7 separate regions of the Mus musculus genome follow, and regions 1, 2, 3, 4, 5 and 6 are each linked to region 7. The links are chromatin contacts, called in public ChIA-PET, Hi-C, HiChIP or PLAC-seq, Micro-C and promoter capture Hi-C maps. All regions are on one chromosome and are shown on one strand. Each heading gives the region's core, a stretch centred on a gene start, on an enhancer-like site or on the middle of the called end of the contact. The rest is flanking DNA. Distances are from core to core; before and after follow the strand shown.

Region 1 (2,700 bases), core at 161-2,660, 620 kb after region 7:
CAGAGACTGATTTCATTTGCTCTGAAGCTGGAACTGGGAGTCCTCGTGTGCCCAGGGCTCCTCTGTCCTCTCTCCTCACACAAACCAGTTTCCCAGCATTCTGCAAAAGCAGCTCATGAGCCACAAGAAATCCTACATAGGAGACTGTCTTGGAAAACAAAGATAAATCTAAAGTTCTGGTGTGGAGAGAAGTAGAAGAAGGCTAGCAGGGGAAGGTGGGTGGGGTTAAGGGAGGGTAATGGCAGTGGGGGGCCAAAGTACATCATCTGTTGGTAGGAAAATGTCTTCATGAAACTCCATATTTTGTACAATAACTACAAGCTAACAAAGGGGTAGTAGTGGTGCTAGTGGTGTCACATGCCTTTAATCCCAGCACTTAGGAAGCATAGACAGGTGGACCTCTGAGTTTGAAGCCAGCCTGCTCTGCAGAATGAGTTCCAGGACAGCCAGGCCAACATAAAGAAGCCCTGTCCCAAAAAAATAAAGAAAGAGGGAAGGGGAGGGAGATGGGAGAAAGAGGAAGGAGAGGGGAGGAGAGGGAAGAGAAGGAAGAGAAGAGAAGAGAAAAGAAGAGAAGAGAGAAAAGAAGAGAAAAGAAAGGAGAAGAGAAAGGGAAGGGAAGGGAAGAGAAGGGAAGGGGAGGGGAGGGGAGGGGAGGGGAGAGGAGAGAAGAGAAGAGAAGAGAAGAGAAGGAGAAGAGAAAGAGAAGAGAAAGAGACGAGAAAGAGACGAGGAAGAGACAGGAAGAGACGAGGAAGAGACGAGGAAGAGAAAGAGAAGAGAAGAGAAGAGAAGAGAAGAGAAGAGAAGAGAAGAAAAGAAAAGAAAAGAAAAGAAAAGAAAAGAAAAGAAAAGAAAAGAAAAGAAAAGAAAAGAAAAGAAAAGAAAAGAAAAGAAAAGAAAAGGTTTCCCATTGGAGAAGTCCTGGATTCCAAGCTCAGAGGACACTGTGCACACAGAGCTGCGAATGCTGTTCTGTACTCCTTGGATCAGCTTCTTTCTTGTCTTGAAAGGACCGCAGGTCTCATCGTGCCCAGGTGTCTGGCGAGGAGAAAGATCAATGTGGAGTAAGAAGAGTATCATTCACATTACTCATTTCATAGTGAGGTCAAATAACTTCTCAAACAGCACACCGGAAGTGGATGAACTACAGGTCACGTCTAACTTTTGCCAGCGCTCTCCTACTCTGCACTCTTGACCTCCAAGGTCAAGACAGAGAAATGCGGAGAGGTCCATCGGCTACCCACATGACCTACCCGAGTGAGCCAGGCCAGCTCTGGGCAGACACTCCCTGTCACGTCCCACAGCTAGATCAGTGTGGCCAAAGGGTGACACACGTCACAGCGTCTGACACCCTCATCCCTTTGCCTCGGTTTACAAACCTGAGCTCTGGGGCGCACAGGCAAACCTCATTGAAGCTCCGTGCAGTTAACACAGACTTCCGCTTGCGACAGGTTTCCTTCCCACACTGGCTGTGGTTTTTCTCTTCCGGTCCCTGACCCCTTTCTTCTTTTGTTTTACGCTAAAAGCTTTAGCCGGAAAACGTAGAGCCAAAGGAATGGAATAAACGTTAGCTTCAGCCTACAAAAAAGGAGTCCTTAATAGTGGATGTGAGAAAGTACTTCACTGAATAACCAGTTCGTCCTGAATTATTTAGATAATCTTTTATTTCATTTTATTTCTGGAAGCTCAGACACAGAACAAAAGCATGCCCTGGGCTAAATGCAGAGACAAAAGTGCAGAGTGTTTTGTTTTGTTTTGTTTTGTTTTGTTTTGTTTTGTTTTGTTTTGTTTTGTTTTGTTTTGTTTCTGAGTCCTGCTCCACCTGCTGAACTTCATGCCCTCCTAGCTTTGAGACCAGAAGAATTCAGACCTGTGGGAGAATGCATTCTACGAAGGGAATCAGAGTCAACCTCTATGCCTGGGAAGTACTGACCAATTGGTCCCAAAATTGGCCTAGGCTTTCTCAGTGAACGCAGGAAATCTTGTAGCCTAGGATAGCCCTCAGTCCAGGCAAACTGAGTTGTTGACCATCCTGGGACACACAGGGGTTCTGTGGGAAATGCAGGGGTTCTGGGGGATGGGCATACCAGCCTTTGGGTTCTTTTCCTTCAGCTGGTTTTTGTTTGTTTGTTTGTTTTTTGTTTTTGTTTTGTTTTGAGACTGTTTTGTTTTATAGCCCAAGCTAGCCTCAAACTCACCAACCTCCTGCCTCAGCTACCTGAGTGCTAGGTATCTACCACTGTCTCATCCTACCTTAGCAGAAGTAGAGTAATCCAGAACCCTGGTGGGCCTGATGCCCCATGCGGATACAAGGGGAAGATGCTGTGTGCAGAAGGTAGGGTGTCTAAATGTACCCATTAAAATGTTCTCCTACTGCTCTGATGTATATATGTGCATTAGCGTATATATAATCACACAAGTCCAACCTGACAACTGCAGAATTTTTTTAAAAATAAAAACGACAAGAAGGAAGTCCTTAGTACGCATAATCGTTTTGAGACTTCAAGGTTTTAATATAACCTTATGCCTAAGAGCTAACCATGCTAGTCTTTTCCAGGATAAAGATCGATAAAATGAGGCTGTGAAGCTATCTTTCACTTAACAATATAGGATCAAAGCTGTGTCAACAAGGATGCTTTTATGACGTCATTTCAATGAGCACCACAGAATATTCCACATCGCACCAATAGCACAGTT
Region 2 (2,700 bases), core at 137-2,636, 550 kb before region 7:
TGAGCATCCAGAATAAAGACTGCATCCTGCAGTCCCTTCTAAGGACATACCCCAAATGGCTTACAGACCTCCTGGTTAGGCCCTACTCCCAAATGTCCCACCTCCTAATAATGCCACCCTGGGGACCAATCCCTCAATCACAGAGGTGTCTTGGGATGTTACTCATACCATACTCCAAGTCACAGCAAGTTATGTTCAGGCTTTGTTACTGGCTCCCGTCTCTATTAATGCTTCCCGGGGCTTCTTTCTCTGTTTGAACTAATACTTTTGTTTTTGCTTTCCTTGGCTGAGTTGTTTTTCATAGCGTTCTGTCTCCTAGTACTGGTCACTTGTGGAGAAACCCTGCTAACTAAGGCCCAAGTCTACCGTTGTCTGGATAGCCTTCTGACCTTGCTGTAAAATGGGGGACTCCCTTTACCAGCAGGGCTTCTCCTTCTCTGACTTTGTCTGGGGAGCTCAAAACCCTCATACTGTCTACCTGTGGAGCGTCACGTAGCCTTGGTGAGATTACGGGTTCAGCTTCCTTTTTCCTTATAAGAAACCCATTCAACAAGAACCTGAGATTCCTGGAACGCCTCCCCATGCTAATGAGTTCTCTCAGTGTCTTAGCCTTCAGCCAATGACCTTTGCCCACTCTGGATATACCCCAAACTATATAACCCTTGATTCACCCTGAATAAAGTTGATCTGCCACCCCAATGCTGGTCCCGGGGATGTCTGTTATTTCTGTTATGCTCATGGGACTTCTGAAACCCTGCTCGTTGACTCTGCTCCCTTTATCCTCCTGGGCCAGTGGTCAACGACCCTGGGGAGGAGAGAGGAGACAGTGACTGATGAATATTCATTTCAAGTCAAGATCCACTTAGCACAAGGCTCACTCTGGCTGCTGCCTACTTTCCCATTCTCAGTGTCTGCTGATTCCTTTCGCTTAGTGTCATCTAACTCTACTAATATATATATATATATATGTAAAATATATATATGTATATATACACACACACATATATATATACACACACACACATATACATATAGGCCACATATAGACTACACTGTAGATCATACTTGGCTTATTACCACCCTGAAGCCTTTGTGCTCCCTGTTACTTCTGTACGGAATGCTTTTTTTCTGAGAGCTATACAAGGTCACCCCCTTCCCCGCAGACTCTGCTTATTTGTCACTGTTTTGAAGAGATTGTCACTTATTACTTCCATTCTGTTATGGTTAGATAGGAGTTGTTTTCCAGAAGCTCTTCTGTGGTACACAAGGTTCTCAGCTGGTGGTTTAATCAGGGAATCTGTGGGAACTTGAGGAAGCAGAGTTCAGCTGGAGGAAGTAGGTCACTGGGGTGAAGGTTATAACTGGCCCTCAGCCTTTGCTTTCTGCTTCCTGTTTGTCTTAAAGTGGACAGCTACTTCTGTCATCCTCCCACTACCAAGTCTCTCTGTGTCTAGAATCAGTGGAGTCCATGTCTTCAGGGTGAAGTCTTAAAAGCTACAAACCAAATTAAATCCTTCCTCCCTTATGCTTGTTTCTGTTAGGTATTTGCTCACAGTGGTGAGGATAGCAACATTTGTATATTGTCATAGAATTGATCTCATCTGTGGTGCTTTGAAGAATGGCCCCCACAGGTTTATGTACTTGAATGCTTCATCATCAGGGAATGGCACTGTTTGAGAGGGATTGGGGGTGTGGCCTTTTTGGAGGAGTTCCTCTGAGGGTGGGCTTCGAGATTTTAAAGCTCATCCTAGACCCAGTTTCCCTCTCTGCCTGCAGGTCAGGATGTAGCTCTCAGCTACTGCTCCAGCATCATGCTTGCCATGCGTGCTGCTCTGCTCCCTGCCATGACGATAATGGACTAAGCCTATGAAACTTTAAGCAAGCCCCCAATTAAATGCTTTCCTTTATAAGGGCTGCCTTGGTCATGGTGTCTCTTCACAGCAACAGAAAAGTGACTAAGACAGCATTCAACATATGGGGCCTGAAAGAATAGAAAATCCTGGAGGGTGAGACTTTTGTGTTGGTGTTCACTCTATGACTCTCATAGAGATGCTTACAATAATTGGTGAATAATTGAACTAATGCTTGCTTCGAGCCTGTCTTTTCATGAACTCTAACAAGCTGGTTTGATGTTAACATGCGTGTTTATGAATACAGCTCCAAATGTATCTATTTAGAAGCTTTTTCCTAAAACAAAACAAAAACCTGTTCATTGAAGCTGGGATGATTTTTCCTTATAGAACTCCCTTGGCAAGTTAAATACAAGTAATTTAGGTTTTTTTGTTTGTTTGTTTTTGTTTTTTGTTTTTCTTTCTTGAGAGAAAAGGAAGTCCCTGTACACCAAGGCTGGCCCCATAGTTTTTGCTAAGTTACTGTCATATCTGGGTCACTCAGGCTGATCTACAGGCCATCTCTGCCTTTCCATCCCTGCTTCATGCCTTGAAGTTTAGGCTCCACTAGTCCTGCCCTAAGCTTTGGCAGGAGGGACTCTGGTCCTGGGGTCATGTTTCAAGTCCCCTCTCTAGTTCTCCTTAGAGTTTCCCATGCCTCAAGAATGACAAGTTCTTGAGATTAAAAGCAAGTAACTAGTTAGAGCCCATGTTTTATATGTATGTTTTTATTAATTTTTAATATAATATATTTTTGATCACTTTCTTCCTTCCCCATATTTCTTAATGTTAGAATGAATTCCAGTGTTTA
Region 3 (2,700 bases), core at 96-2,595, 530 kb before region 7:
TTGCTGAGTTTGGCTCATGTGTAGTGTAAAGCCTCAAACCAGATTGAGATCTGAGTGAAACTAGGTCCTGTGAGCATCACACAGGGCCACAATAGGGGCCTAAGGATTCCTAGGCCGAGGCTTATTTGAGAGGCAGAACACCCTGGCTGAACATCCAGAACAACAGAATCTAACCACTCAAGATCTGCGATCTGTCATGACAGCTGCTCACACAGAACTCAGCATTTCATCCTCAATCTTTGCACAAATTCAATGGGCTATTGCTTCGAAATGGAACATATCTGAAACAGTAAGTGTAGTGGATAGGTTTTCTGCAAAAACTATTATAAGGGCGTGGTTATCACTATTCCCACATAAGTGGGAAATCTGCAAGCCAAATCTAACTTTTGGAAGCTATGGAATTTTCAGTGATTATGGTCCTTGGATTTTCAGGGTCTGAAATAAGAAGAGCTCTCCACCATGGAAATGGTTTCATTCAACTCTATTTTCAATTACTCCTGACCCAATTCTCCTGCTTTTCACAATGGAAGACATTGCTAAATGTTCTATTAATATGCTGCTCTAGACCCATTGCTCTAGACCCTGCTGTTCTAGACCCTGCTGCTCTAGATCCACTGCTCTAGACCCATTGCTTTAGGCCTGCTGCTCTACACCCTGCTGTTCTAGACCCCACTGCCGTAGATGCTATAGAACCCACTGCTCTAGACCCGATACTCTAGACCCACTGCCGTAGACACACTGCTCTGATTTTTGTCCTTGAGTTACTGGAACAGGCAGACTCCCCCTTCCTATTTCTCTGACCTTTCTCTAACTTATCTTCACTTCTAGATCTCTTTTCAACTGATTCACCCAACTCTATCTTTAGCCTTATATTTCTTGAACCAAAATTCCCATTTTTCAGGATGAGGTATTTTTTTTTCTCTTGGATATAGCTGACATGTCAAAAATCATTGGGTTTTACACAAAGTATATACTTTTCAAAAACTGCCTTGTCTTCTGGCCCACTGTGTCCATCTGTCATCAGAAAGGAAAAAAAAAAAAACCCTTTCTTTTTCTGCTTTTGGTCTTAAAAAAAGAATCGAAGGATTAGTTCTTGTAAATTTCCCTTTCCAGCTTGCACTGGTTTGTCTTTGTTTTCCGGTTTTGTTGCTTCTCTTCCTGTCCCACTTATCTCTAACTATTTTTACCTACGCACAGTTTCACTTTCTATCATCTATCCCACACACAATTTTTAGGTCAGTCCCTGTAATTCATAAATGGCCATGCCATTATTTAGCTCACCCACTACCACCACCTTTTGACATTGTAGCATGATGCAGTTATTTATAAAGTTCATGCTGGGGAACTATGCAATGAGTTACAAAAGAAAACACACACACACACACACACACACACACACACACACACACACACACACACACACGAGTCCCGTCATGGTTTAAGGACATTTAAGATTTAAGATTTATTCATTGGCTTTTCTTGGCCACAATTACCAACTACAACTGACCCTGAACTCCCTATTCTGGTGGCAGCAAAAGCCTAGAGGCTTCGGGCTGTTGTTCTAAGTCTCACTTTAGCTCCGTGACTCATTTGGTTTGTGAGCATGATAACTTCATTAGTCATCAGGGAAAAGGTCTGTTTGCTCCAAAACAAAGTATGAGAGAAATGACCAAGATACACTTCTAAAAGCAGACAGCCAAGGCTTAATAACAAAATAAATAAATGCTTTATTGTGGTGAAAGATTACCATGTATTACTAAAACAGGTTAAGCAGAAAAGGCAATATTGTGATATTGACAAGTATGTGCAGCAAGAAGGATTTTTATATGTACGTTTCTTACTCTGGGTTACCATTGCTGTGATGAAATACCATGACCAACAGCAAGCTAGGGGGGAAAAAGTTTATTTGGCTTCTGCTTTTGCATCCATCACGAAGGAAGTCAGGCCAGGGGCTCAATCAATGCAGGAACCTGGTTATAGGAGCAGAAGCAGAGGCCATGGAGGGGGGCTGCTTACTGGCTTGCTCCCCGTGGCTTGCTCAGCCTGCTTTCTTATATATCGAACCCCAGAACCTCCAGCCCAGGAGTGGCACCACCCACAATGCTCTGATCTCTTCCCTATTAACCACTAATTAAGAAAATACCTTACAGCTGGATCTCATGGAGGCATTTTCTCAATTAAGTTTGCTTTCTTTCAGATAACTCTAACTTATGTCAAGTTGATATAAAACTGGCCAGCACAATCCTTGTCTGTGAACAAGCAATTTTAGCCCCAGGCATATGATATTCAGACAGCTACCAAGATGCACACAAGAAGGCTCACATCAACACTGTTCACATTGGCCCCAAAGGTGAAGTGATTTCAAGGGCATCAGTTGTGGCATATCCACGCAGAGTAGAATTCAGCAGGAGAGAGAACATACTGTGTTCTGTGGATGAGTCACGTGATAAGATAGAACCGAGCTAGACACAGGGATCTACACTGTATGATTTCATCCTGGTCATATAAGAATATGGCCCAAGTGAATCATTGCTATGGTTACCCTCAGGGGCATGGCTGCTTGTCGTCTTCTAAGGAAGAGTGTAAGAGGTCTGTGGCCAGAGCCACGGTGACGGCTCCACCAGCATGGCTGCTCTGTTGGTGGGAAACCCGATTTTAAAGGGCGATCTTCCAAGGAAGGAAGCTTGGGTGAGAAAGGGC
Region 4 (2,700 bases), core at 99-2,598, 670 kb before region 7:
GACTGAGAACTGAAGATGCCAATGACCGCTACGATTTGGTCATGCCTGGTCACTGAGAAGATTTTGGTCAGGGCTGTGTTTGAAGAGGTGACACAGCTGGATTTGGCTACTCTGTATGAATTCATACAATAAATACCTTACTCACGACAGCGGATCCATCACGATGAAACCAAACCGCGACAACTGAGAGGTTTACAGCAAACCTGCCTTAAGTGCTTTTCAAGTACATACGCTGTAAGGTTGGGAGACTACTCTTACGGTGGTCTAAGTCCTACAACTGCACGTTCCTGGATTACCTGCAAGACTAACAAGTCACTTGTGAATCATGTCAAGGCCTTGTGGGGGAGGGGCACTCTGCATGTATGGCATAGCAATTGGTTTCCTAGTAGTCAAACATTTCTAAACGTTATTAAACTATATTTGAAAAGTTCTTTTACTTAATATATACAATGTACAAATAAGTTAAAAGGAGGAAGCAGAGGGAAGCTTTTGAATATCTACACTGCAAACACACAACTGTCCCATGCATGTCCCTTTCACCCTCCAAACCATGAGAGGTGACAGAGCTCAGACCTGTCACTAAGGATGGAAACGGCACGCAGACAGTGGGAAGCCAATGTTGCTTTTTCCCACACAGCTACTCGCTTGCTTTGACCATAACACACACGGATAGAAACTGGATCCCGGAACTTGTTTTTACACTTGTACCTTAAAGTCTAACATAAATTCTTCTAACAGTTGAGGAGAAAAGCACTCTTTTATAGCAATTCCACAAAATAGTTTTCAATTCACAAAACACCTGTCCACTAGTAAAACCAGCAACCCTTCTGGAGGGCATGGGCAGTATCAGTCGGCCCCCCTGAGGTATAAATGCAGCTATCTTTCACTGAGTAAATAGTAGATAAGGTATGTCAACGCTCTGAAGGTTTGCATTCACCTGGAGTGATGTCATCCTGACTGAATGAAAACTTACTCATGTATACTTTTTTTTTTAATAATGGAGATTAACTGATTTTTAGAGAAAATATATACTTTAGCCCATAATACAGCCAGAAGTTCTGAATTCCTAAACCAATGCAAATGGCTATTACATCTTAAAAATGGGTAACATTGCATACTGATTTTAAAACAACTGAACAGGGAAAACATGTAAGGATTTTAGATTCAGCAGGACACCATGGAAAGCAGTCTAGAGAAGTGGGAAACCAGCCAAGCTTTTCCAAATGAGAAAATCCTTTTAATCTTCAGCAAGTCCCCATGGAAACAGGAGGCGAACAACAGTGAGAAGGAAGCAACTAGGACACCCCAGAGGCTCGCCAACAGCTCAGCATCACGGCCCCTTCTCCTGTGCACGGGTGGCCGGCAGACGACAGAAGTCCAACGTGACTACAGTTCAGCAGCTCCTCACCACTGCTGCCAGCTGAAGTCGTCGTTGCTTCCAAAGACCAGGAAGAAGCCTAGAATAGTCGCGAAGATGACTGTGTTTCCCGTGAGAACAAGTGCGCAAGCTCCCCACTCGATCTACGGCAGGAAGAGAGACACATTCAGCAGACACGCGACGTGAAGGCAACGAGGAACAGCAAATCCATCTCTGTGCATCAGTCAATCACCATCCTAAGCAATGTGGCTTGGGTGACCTTCACAGCACAACACTCCACACCCTGTATGTGTTTTTATTTACTATTGATTGATCGTAGGAGGTGATAAATCACTCAGGAACAAGCTCGCCTTCGAGAACGGCCACTGTAGCTTGCTTCGGCTCTCTCTGCAGTCCCACCCCAGGGTCCTGTGTGTTTAGGATGCACCCTGCCCCGTGTCGCCAGCACCGCATGGGATTGTGTAATTACTACTTACAAAGGAAGTTTTGCTTAGGGAGTCTAAAATCTTGTTTGGAGCAGAAGTTGAACTCTAAGTACCAGTGAGGGAGACATACTTGTACTTTCTCTGACGGGGGCAGAGGAGGCAAATGCCTGTACCACACTTGACGTGTGGCTAGTCTCAGCCCTTCTCCCCACCTTTCCAGAGCTGAGGGTGATTCTGGGTACAAGTCTGCCCTTTCTCCTCTTTCACACTTTCCCAGGCTCAGAGGATAAGTGTCTCACACATCTGTGCTTTAGGTCAGAGGCTCTCAACCAGGTGGCATATCAGATACCCTACATGTCAGATATCTACATTATGATCATCATAAGCAAGCTTACAGTTATGAAGTAGCAACAACAAACTATTTTTATGGTTGGGGTCACCACAACATAAGGAACCGTGTTGGAGGGTCCCAGCACTAGGAAGGCTGAGAACCACCGGTTCGGGCTTTACAGGACAGGCTGGCCGGAGGATGCACAGCACAGTTACTGTGCCCTTTCTGCTGCGGAGCCCAGCCATGTCTTCCAACAGTTTCAGTCTGACAGCAAGAAGAGACGGAAAGCCGAGGCTTTAATCCGTCCTCTCCACCCTAATGCTGCCACCTCTCTTTCACATAGCAAAACAGAAGAGAGTGGACAGTCTGCTATAAAAGCATTCGTAGAGTATGGCCACTTACCAGATGTGCTCTGGCAAACACAACAGGGAGTCCAAAAGCCGAGACGACGATGCCTGTGGTGAGGAATATGGCAAGCTCCTTACACGCGTTGCTCATGGCGTCCGTGTCATCCACTAATCTTCTGGCTATGCAGTACGGGATGGGCGAGAGGATGTAAAAGAAGA
Region 5 (2,700 bases), core at 40-2,539, 650 kb before region 7:
CCGTGTTCCATCTCCTGTTCTTAGTTTCCTAGAAACTTAGTTTCACTGGTCTTGTTTGCCTATCTCATGCCTCCAACTTTAAAGTTCTCCATTGTATCTACACTGTCTAGTACAGTACCTGCCAGGTAGGTTCTGACAAGTGTGTTAGAATCTCAACCTAAAAAGGCTGTGTGGATGACTGACTGCTTCTGAAAACATAGCCAGAGCAGGGTATTGGGGTACTGGGTGGGGGAGAGGGGGGGATGGAATGAGGTGAGGGGTGAGTGGAGGTGGGGTGAGATGTTAACCACTAAGCCACTGGCCATGAGGTTAGATTTCTACTTTTTTTTTTTAAGATTAATTTATTTTATTCATACGAGTACACTACAGCTGTCTTCAGACACACCAGAAGAGGGCATCAGATCCCATTACAGATGGTTGTGAGTCACCATGTGGTTGCTGGGAATTGAACTCAGGACCTCTGCAAGAGCAGTCAGTGCCCTTAACTGCTGAGCCAACTCTCCAGCCAAGACCTCTACCTTTTTTTTTTTTTTTAATGAGTTCTTTTCTTATTATTCACATCTCAAGCTTCAAAGTAATTCCCCTAGGCGGGCCCTTCCAGAATTTGCCTCTCAGTGTGTATTATCTTGTTTTATTTTTGATAACAAACTTACTAATTATTATTCTTATTTTTTTTGTCCTGTGCTATATCATCTTAAGCTTACCGAATACGAGGACCTTGTTATTTTCCATGGCTAAAACAGTGGCTGTCTTATTTTGTATTTTATGTTATATTAGGTATTCAACATGTACTTGTTGAATGACCGCATCCAAGAAACTCAGACTCGCACCAGACTTCAAAGCACAGAGAAACGTTTTTGTCTGGGTGGTTGAACTGTGCGAAGGGTCCATGCTCAGAAATCACAAAGTCATTCCCTTGGTGCCTTTCTGCCTGATTCCCTTTTAGTACATGGTAACTGAACATCAATCTTAAGCAGGTCCCCAACCTGCAAAATAACGCCCTACAGAAAGATTACTGGAATTTTGAATTTAAGTATTATTAGATTATTTCCTCGATTTCCCTTTCAGAAAGTTTCTAACTTCTAAAACTTTGGCAGCTTTGCACTGAACGAACCTTCCGGAACATTTGAGCACTCGCTAGGGTACCACGGTACTGACAAGTCAGAAGGTGTCTGCCCCGAGACTCCGCCCACGCGACAGCGCCCTGTCTGGTCCCGCCCACAAGGCGGTGCCACGCTAGGGGCGGGGCCGAACGCGACCAGTCACGGACGCCTACGTGCCGCAGCGGCAGTGACGTCAGATTGGCGCAGGACAAAGTAACGTCGCGTCTTGCTGCTGTCAGGTGGTCCCTTTTATGGTGGGTTCCTGTGGTCGCTGCGCAGCGGCTGGCCGACTTCCGCAGCGGGTCTCGGGCCACCGAGCGCCGTCTTCACCCAGCGCCATGGCTGTGGCCGCTGTCGGCCGCCCGAGAGCCCTGCGCTGCCCGCTGTTGCTCCTGCTGTCACTCCTGCTGGTAGCCGGCCCTGCGCTGGGCTGGAACGACCCTGGTGAGTGCCGCCCTGCGGGTGCCCGGCCTCTTCATCACTACCCCCTTTGGACCACTTTCCTCCTGTCTGTCTTCTCCTGGCTTCTTTGCTTTGCCTCTAGGAGTGGGCGGGGCGCACGAATCCGTTCTGAAAAGTTCTCCAGGTCCTCGGACTCCCAGATGGTCCGCTTTTCTTGTTCTGTAGGCCGCATCCTTGAGTCCTGATGACAAGTTTGACTCTCTACCTGCGCATCTTGTCTTGTTATCATGGCTGTTCGATGTCATCATCGCCCACTGTTGTCATGGCTGCCTGTTGCTATGGCTCGTCGTTACCATGCACCCAGTGGTCTGAGTCCCGAGTAGGGGCCAGGACAGCAAACCTGGATTCCTGCTGTTTATTCTAATTAGTGCCGCAAACTGCGTTGTTTATACTAGCTTTCTTCATACTTTTCACCATGCATGCATGGTGAAATCTAAAATACAATTTCTTAACTTTTATGTAAAAATACATGCAAATTGGTTTGATGGGGAGCGCTCTCGCTCGCGGACCCCCTCCCTCTGTTATTAAAATGTAGAAATAAACTCTTAAATTTAAATGACATTTAAATGACAATTAAAATGACATTTTTTTTTTTTTTTGGCTTGGAGTGGAAAGCTGTCAGGCATGGAAAATACAGCAATGGCAGTGTATGCCTGGATTTTGAATTTAATCAACAGGTTTATTTTTGAAAGATAATTTTGTTCGTGGTTTTGAATTTAAACAACAGGTTTATTTTTGAAAGATAATTTTGTTCGTGCGTGCTGAAGTGGGTCAGTGCAGTTGCTCTGCACGGCCGACTGACTGAGCTTTAACTTGATAAGTATGCCTTGCCATGCTGTTTGGAATAAATTGCCTGTACACTTTGCCCAAGTAATCCTAGAAGGTTGTGTGAAAAACCAAGAGACTTGATTACAATTCATTGAAAATCTGGGGAACTTTGGAGATGTAGGCTCAGGGGAATTATAAGGAGAAACACAACCACATTTAAATTAATGGTGAACCACTTCCTGGTGGTTCTTACTCTACTTTTGCTGTAAAATTATTGTTCTGGAACGAAAAGCACCAAAATATTTTGCATCGTTAACTCAATTGGTTTCTACCTCATTTTAAGACGTTTAGGAACTGTTGTATGAAG
Region 6 (2,700 bases), core at 37-2,536, 570 kb after region 7:
TCCACACTTGGGAGTCTACCATCTAGCTAGAACTTTGTTAGCAGTGGGGAACTTTGCACACAGCCTGTGCTCCTCAGTCCGTCTCTCTACAGCCGGACCTTCTACCGTAGGAAATCGCCTCCACCCCTTGGCATGGGTACCCCGGTTCCTGATGAAATTGTGACCCGCTGTCCCCTTCCCAGATCCTGGACTCCAGCCCTGTCACTCGCCACACACTGCAGATCACGTGGTAGAGTGCTGTTCGCCCCAAGTGTAGCTATTGGTCTGCGGCTCATGTCCCGGAAGCTCATTGGCTGAGTCCTGCGTTCACGTGGGGGTGGGGGTAAGGTGGTCTTGGATAGCACCCTTAGTGGGGAGAGGTGGCTGGAAAGTTAAAGTGAGCCACAGATTGCTGGAGCTGGAATCCAGAGTGCTGCAATCCAGTGAGCAGGTGAGAGGGCTGCTGTTGCGTGGACCAAGCCGAGTGCCTGCCCCACTTTTGCCGTCGTGGTTGCTGTCACTGTCACCCAGCTCAGATGGTGGGGCGGGCTGAAGGGTCTCCCCTCCGTACTCAAGAGTGGTACCGGGTACGTACCTCCTCAAGCCTCTAGTTCAAGGTCCAGAGCCAGGAAATCTGCGGTGAGGGGCACGCGGGGGAGTTCTCCGACACTTACCATTTGTCCCACTAACACTGACTCCCAGGTAGTAGAATCCCCTAGCTGGGCTCGGGTGGCTTGTCGCTTCAGCGTGCAGAAACATCTCAGGCACCGGAGCTGGGATGGAGCCTAGAGGGGACCCCCGAGATCCCTAAGCGAGTTAGCCTGCGAAACGTGTCCTGAACAGAAAGGATGTCTCGAGTCCTAACGTGGCACATCCCCAACCTGAGATGTGACACTTTGGAAGATAATTCTAGTTTTTTGTGGCAGAATCTGGAGTCCAAATACAAGCTCCCGGGGCTTCAGTTTCCCGTTACGAAATAGACGCGAGAAACCCGTGTCCCAGCCCTGACTCCATCAAGTAGTGCGGACCAGTCCCTACTACTCCCCACTTAGGTTCAGATCTCCTTTTGCTGCACACAGGCAAGAGGCACACGCTGTGTCGTCTCGGGTCTCGGAAGGCAATGGGCTCGAGGCGAGCTCCACCCGGGAACGGGGCAGCCCGCGTGGGGGTGCTCGCGAGGCGCTGCCCCCATCTGGGCTGTCCCGCCGCCAGGTCCCGCCCTGATGTGATAACTTGGGCTCCTCCTCCTTGTTCGTCTCCGGGAACTAAGCCCAGGCCCTACCCCCGGGACACCCCGACGCTCACGTAGTTCAGTGGCAGCAATCAACCCTGACACTTCTCTCAGGCTCTCCCATGAGGCCAGCGAGCAGCGGCCCCGGCTGCGGCGCCGCCGGGAGAGGTAGGTGCAGACCCAGTCTAAGCTGGGGCGAGGGCGGGTGCAGGCACACCCTGTGTCTGGTGGGATGGGGACTCGCTGACCTTCCCCCAGGGACTTGTTCACAGCTACCGTTTTGAACCCAGAGGAGAGGCTCTGAACCGGACGGCAGCTTCAGAACAGGGGATGGCAGGCCCACGGGGAAACAGAGAAAGTTGAAAAAGACTTGAGTGGGGGAACTTGCAGAGTTGCTGGAATGTGGCCCTGTCTCAGCTTGCGGGTCCAGGAGAAAGAAAGGCTTCTTCAGCCTAGGCAGGGAAGGAACTGGTCCCTTTGGCAAGAACGTCCAGGAGCCAGGGAGAAAGTAGAGACAGCTGAAGTAAACTAGGGCCATTTAGGGGAAAGTTAGTAGAAAGAGAAGCATCGGGGCCCTATTAGCAACCTTGAAGGTCAAAGCTGCAAGTGACCTCAGAAGAAACCCTTAAACCCGGAGAGTTCTTCGTTTGTTAAAGCTCAGCTGGGCAGAGGCCTTCTTAGGCCTGAGCTTCTTGCTGTCTTTGGCCCTTATTAGCTGGTGTGGGCTGCCTCATTCAAAGCTACCTGACTGCTCATTATGCGGCCCTATTCAAAAACATTTCTCTTCAAGGATTGAGGGGTGTATACATTAAAACTGTAATAATTAGGGTCTGTATACAAAAGGGGGCCAATGTCAACTTCATACATATAAAAGTATCAGCTAGACATTTGGGGAGAGAACCGAGATTTGCTGAAAGGGGGGGGGAGGAGTGGATGGTGGTGTCTTGAATTGGTTGAGGATATTTATCTAATGTAGTGTTGCGGTGGGTTATTGTTAACTTGGTTTTGACATCAGCGAGGAAGAGTTGCAGAAAGAAGGTCTCAGTCAGAAACTCAGTCGCTCAACTGCCTGAAGCTAGGCAGGTTGTGGGTTTTGGTTTTTTTTGTTTTGTTTTGTTTTGTTTTGTTTTTTGTTTTTTTTGGTTTTTGGTTTTTTTTTTTTTTTTTGGTTTTTTGTTTTTGTTTTTCTGTTCAGACTTGTCAAGCTTAAAAGAAATATTACTGGCCTTCTAAGGCTGGCAGCATCTTGAAAGACCACATTATTTCAGTAGGACACAGAAGGTATTTCTGCAAGCGTCCCAAACCTGGCCCAAGCTCTCTTCAGAGGCAGTTGACTTCTGAGGCACCCACGTGAAAGCAGGGTGTGTGATTGTTCTTGGGAAACAGCTCCTTAGGCTCCTGGGATCCTGTCCTGCAACTGTGTCCAGGTCCTGTGTCGCTTTACCGGCTCAAATGTGCATCGGTGGTCTCTGCTACTGCCTGTTTCCTCG
Region 7 (2,700 bases), core at 99-2,598:
CGAATCGTCTCCTAGCTTATTACATTTGCTTTTATAAAAGGTCATTCTTCCCATGGGCACTTTTCAGCATCTTTTCCTTCGTACCAAATGTAGACCTTAACCGTCATTTCCTTAGAGGACGTTGCGTGTGAGGAGGGAAGCGAGGACTCCCACCAAAGAGGAAAACCTCCGGGTATTCCCCCCCCCCCCCCCCATGGTTAAAAAAGCAGGTTTTAGGAAGCTTGGGCCCGAGTGCCTCCCATTCTCTTGCACGGGCACAGCATTCGGCCAATTAACGCCCCCCTCTGGGTTGTAAAGTAACAAACCCCTCCACCTCTCTTTTGTTATTGGGCTTCGGCGCGAGGGCCTTCCCTTTCATCTTTCTAAATCTGCGTTGGCCCAGGTTCCGCGGGAAGCTATAAACCAGATGTAATAGCTCGGGATGGAAATCGATCACGCTAATGTATAAACTAAGTCCGGGGAATCGCATGGAAAAAAACAAAGACAAAACACAACCGGCCGGGCACGAAGAACGAGATTAAGTCCGGCGAGGAGAGGTCCCCAAGCCCTACGGGGTGGCAGCCGCACAGTGTCAGGTTTCTCGGAGCTGCAGGAGCGAGACCTCGAAGACTGGGGAGGCCGGGGGGGTGGGGGGGAGCGCAGGGGTGAAGACCTCCACACGGAGAGCCCAGGCCTCAGTAAGGCCCCGCGTCGCCACCCGCAACGATCTCTACCAGGATCGCCGCGCTCCGGGGCTGAGGAAGGACAGGGCACCGCGCCGCGGCTCCATTCACAAAGTCCCCGAGCCGCCGGCTCGCGGGCGGGTCGGAGGCTGCCTCCTTTTCTTCCTCTAGGTCTCCGTTTTATGAATGGGCCTGGCAGCCAGCACCGAGCGCCCTGTTTACTCCTCTCTTTGTGACGTCGAGTCCCCGTGACTGGGTGCGAGGGGGCCGGCGCTCCATTCACGAGCCGGGGTGGGGGCGGGGCGGGAAGCTTGCGTTGGGGGCGGGGCCTGGCGAGGTAGTAATGACTCTTCCCTCCCCCGGGAGAGCCGGCGAGCATTAATAAATCTCTAAGCCAGAGGAGGAAACTCTGGCTGGGGCAGTGCGTGCAGCTCCGGCGGTGCAGCGGTGGGGGAAACGGCGGAGCCCACGGCAGAAGCAGCCCTAGCTAGCAAAACACACCAGAGGCGACAAACCGAGAGGAGCCCTCTCTCGTAAACACACTCCCCTGCTCGATCGCTTGCCCCGGGTGCCGCGCGCCCGCCAGCTTTGGCGCCAGAGAAGGCTGGGACTGCTATGTAACGTTGAGGCTGCGGGAGGTGGAAGCAGGGGTGTTAGAGGGAGAAGAGCCTGGGGCCAAGTTTGCGGGTCACTTCTGCAGGCGCCCTCTTAGCCCTCGCCTGGTTCCTTCTTGTTAGCCTAGCTGGCTCCGGTGCCCTTGGCCTTCTCCAGCTAGCTCCCCAGCTTACTGCGTTTTGCCGGCGACATGGTGACGATGGAGGAACTGCGGGAGATGGACTGCAGCGTGCTCAAAAGGCTGATGAACCGGGATGAGAACGGCGGCGGCGGCAGCGCGGGCGGCAACGGCAGCGGCAGCCACGGCGCCTTGGGGCTGCTGAGCGGCGGCAAGTGCCTGCTGCTGGACTGCAGGCCGTTTCTGGCTCACAGCGCGGGCTACATCCGAGGCTCGGTGAACGTGCGCTGCAATACCATCGTGCGGCGGAGGGCCAAGGGCTCCGTGAGCCTGGAGCAGATCCTGCCCGCCGAGGAAGAGGTGCGTGCCCGCCTGCGCTCTGGCCTCTACTCGGCTGTCATCGTCTACGACGAGCGCAGCCCGCGCGCCGAGAGTCTCCGGGAGGACAGCACGGTGTCGCTGGTCGTGCAGGCGTTGCGCCGGAACGCGGAGCGCACGGACATCTGCCTGCTTAAAGGTAAACGTGGGTGCCCGGGAGAGCGAGGTGGGAGGGTAGGTAGTGTAAGGGACTTGGCGGCCTGAGCCCTGCTGGGCATTGGGAGGAAAGTACCCGAGTGACTACGGGGTGCTGGAGTCCCCTTCCTCGCGTGTCTTTGTGCGTGTCAGTGTGAACGGTTTTGCTGTGGTTTGGAGCCTGAGTCCCGGGGAGGCCGTGCTGGCGCGTTTCCCCAATCACCTGCAATCCGCACGCGTCTTGGAGTTTCCGTGTTTGTTTACGCGAACGGTTCTGGCCTGGATGCTGGCAGCGGTTCCTCTGCGCAGCCCAGCTTCAAGTACTGAGAACGCGCTCTTAGGTCCCACGGGGACGAGAGAGGCCTGGTTCGGTATAACCCCGGGAACCCTAGAGGGGGGTGAAGGAAGGTGAATGCTAGGGTAGGAGCTGTCTCAGGAGTTCATACACATCGGTCAATGAGGAAAGGAGAATTGGGGTGCAGACCTGGGGAGCTATCTCTTTTTTTCCCCGCTGCCTAAACTCAGAGCTTTCTTGGATGGCGGCCAACCCCCACTTGCCCCGGTCTAAGGGAGGCTGAAGTGCTGTATTTGGGGGGGTGGGGGGACACCAGGCACAACCGCGCCTGCTCCTGCTAATCCCGGGAGCAGAGAGTTACCACCTTTTGTTCACACATCATTCTCGACTCTGCCAGCGGCGCGTGCCTGGTTCGAGCGAACCCTGGCGTAGGAAATTAGGTGGCCGGAGAGAGGGTGGCTTGTCACATTGAGAAGTCAGACACCCCAAAAGGATCG

The links. Hi-C and Micro-C count contacts between places; a contact is called where the count stands out from the background. ChIA-PET counts read pairs in DNA pulled down with a chosen protein or histone mark. HiChIP or PLAC-seq counts read pairs in DNA pulled down with a chosen protein or histone mark. Capture Hi-C pulls out chosen DNA fragments and counts their contacts.
Region 1: a contact with region 7 is called in an RNA polymerase II ChIA-PET map of effector CD8 T cells, with 6 read pairs. The contact joins the enhancer-like site here to the promoter of Dusp4 in region 7. A contact is called at or near these places in 6 of 115 datasets of contacts at active chromatin or transcription factors (effector CD8 T cells, embryonic forebrain, embryonic stem cells and 2 more).
Region 2: a Hi-C map of bone marrow-derived macrophages shows a contact between it and region 7, with 19 read pairs. The contact joins the enhancer-like site here to the promoter of Dusp4 in region 7. A contact is called at or near these places in 3 of 39 promoter capture datasets (the 3T3-L1 cell line and liver), 1 of 15 datasets of contacts at CTCF or cohesin (large pre-B cells), 2 of 484 Hi-C or Micro-C datasets (the HL-1 cell line and bone marrow-derived macrophages), 22 of 115 datasets of contacts at active chromatin or transcription factors (SST interneurons, craniofacial prominence, double positive thymocytes and 14 more) and 1 of 9 other capture datasets (embryonic stem cells).
Region 3: a contact with region 7 is called in a Hi-C map of muscle stem cells, with 5 times the contacts expected there. The contact joins the enhancer-like site here to the promoter of Dusp4 in region 7. A contact is called at or near these places in 10 of 39 promoter capture datasets (the 3T3-L1 cell line, the C10 cell line, cranial neural crest and 4 more), 1 of 15 datasets of contacts at CTCF or cohesin (large pre-B cells), 27 of 484 Hi-C or Micro-C datasets (the C2C12 cell line, CD4 T cells, CD8 T cells and 17 more), 28 of 115 datasets of contacts at active chromatin or transcription factors (the NIH/3T3 cell line, SST interneurons, bone marrow-derived macrophages and 20 more) and 1 of 9 other capture datasets (embryonic stem cells).
Region 4: a contact with region 7 is called in an H3K4me3 HiChIP or PLAC-seq map of forebrain, with 7 times the contacts expected there. The contact joins the enhancer-like site here to the promoter of Dusp4 in region 7. A contact is called at or near these places in 6 of 39 promoter capture datasets (the HPC-7 cell line, the SN4741 cell line, cranial neural crest and 3 more), 2 of 15 datasets of contacts at CTCF or cohesin (the NIH/3T3 cell line and large pre-B cells), 17 of 484 Hi-C or Micro-C datasets (B cells, LSK cells, Th1 cells and 11 more), 53 of 115 datasets of contacts at active chromatin or transcription factors (the 230-238 cell line, CD4 T cells, CD4 single positive thymocytes and 36 more) and 3 of 9 other capture datasets (adipose tissue, embryonic stem cells and liver).
Region 5: a promoter capture Hi-C map of liver shows a contact between it and region 7, with 11 times the contacts expected there. The contact joins the promoter of Saraf here to the promoter of Dusp4 in region 7. A contact is called at or near these places in 10 of 39 promoter capture datasets (3T3-L1-derived adipocytes, the HPC-7 cell line, the SN4741 cell line and 6 more), 1 of 15 datasets of contacts at CTCF or cohesin (the NIH/3T3 cell line), 24 of 484 Hi-C or Micro-C datasets (B cells, CD4 T cells, CD8 T cells and 15 more), 59 of 115 datasets of contacts at active chromatin or transcription factors (the 230-238 cell line, CD4 T cells, CD4 single positive thymocytes and 43 more) and 4 of 9 other capture datasets (adipose tissue, liver, macrophages and 1 more).
Region 6: a Micro-C map of embryonic stem cells shows a contact between it and region 7, with 1.8 times the contacts expected there. The contact joins the promoter of Ppp1r3b here to the promoter of Dusp4 in region 7. A contact is called at or near these places in 3 of 484 Hi-C or Micro-C datasets (CD4 T cells and embryonic stem cells) and 7 of 115 datasets of contacts at active chromatin or transcription factors (embryonic stem cells, extraembryonic endoderm stem cells, memory CD8 T cells and 3 more).

Annotation. Positions count from the first base shown.
Region 1 is chr8:35,429,486-35,432,185 of GRCm38.p6, forward strand. No RefSeq gene overlaps it. Among named protein-coding and RNA genes, the nearest start is that of Gm34853, 5.7 kb to the right of the region's middle. Within about 2 kb of position 1,411, at least 92 of the 459 cell types and tissues checked have an H3K27ac peak or open chromatin away from gene starts, as enhancers often do. A contact at or near this core is called in effector CD8 T cells and microglia, where this site is marked.
Region 2 is chr8:34,253,870-34,256,569 of GRCm38.p6, forward strand. No RefSeq gene overlaps it. Among named protein-coding and RNA genes, the nearest start is that of Gm29243, 38 kb to the left of the region's middle. Within about 2 kb of position 1,387, at least 9 of the 459 cell types and tissues checked have an H3K27ac peak or open chromatin away from gene starts, as enhancers often do. A contact at or near this core is called in bone marrow-derived macrophages and liver, where this site is marked.
Region 3 is chr8:34,274,961-34,277,660 of GRCm38.p6, forward strand. No RefSeq gene overlaps it. Among named protein-coding and RNA genes, the nearest start is that of Gm29243, 59 kb to the left of the region's middle. Within about 2 kb of position 1,346, at least 62 of the 459 cell types and tissues checked have an H3K27ac peak or open chromatin away from gene starts, as enhancers often do. A contact at or near this core is called in the C2C12 cell line, CD8 T cells, the HL-1 cell line and 13 more, where this site is marked.
Region 4 is chr8:34,136,318-34,139,017 of GRCm38.p6, forward strand. It overlaps Leprotl1 (leptin receptor overlapping transcript-like 1), which reads right to left. Exons shown (of 4, transcript NM_026609.2): 3 at 2,537-2,700; 4 at 1-1,521. The coding sequence ends at 1,405. Among named protein-coding and RNA genes, the nearest start is that of Leprotl1, 9.1 kb to the right of the region's middle. Within about 2 kb of position 1,349, at least 14 of the 459 cell types and tissues checked have an H3K27ac peak or open chromatin away from gene starts, as enhancers often do. A contact at or near this core is called in forebrain, neural progenitor cells and neural stem cells, where this site is marked.
Region 5 is chr8:34,153,290-34,155,989 of GRCm38.p6, forward strand. It overlaps Saraf (store-operated calcium entry-associated regulatory factor), which reads left to right and starts at 1,290. Exons shown (of 6, transcript NM_026432.4): 1 at 1,290-1,547. The coding sequence starts at 1,442.
Region 6 is chr8:35,375,376-35,378,075 of GRCm38.p6, forward strand. Ppp1r3b (protein phosphatase 1, regulatory subunit 3B) reads left to right here and starts at 1,287. Exons shown (of 2, transcript NM_001364452.1): 1 at 1,287-1,378.
Region 7 is chr8:34,806,262-34,808,961 of GRCm38.p6, forward strand. Dusp4 (dual specificity phosphatase 4) reads left to right here and starts at 1,349. Exons shown (of 4, transcript NM_176933.4): 1 at 1,349-1,912. The coding sequence starts at 1,468.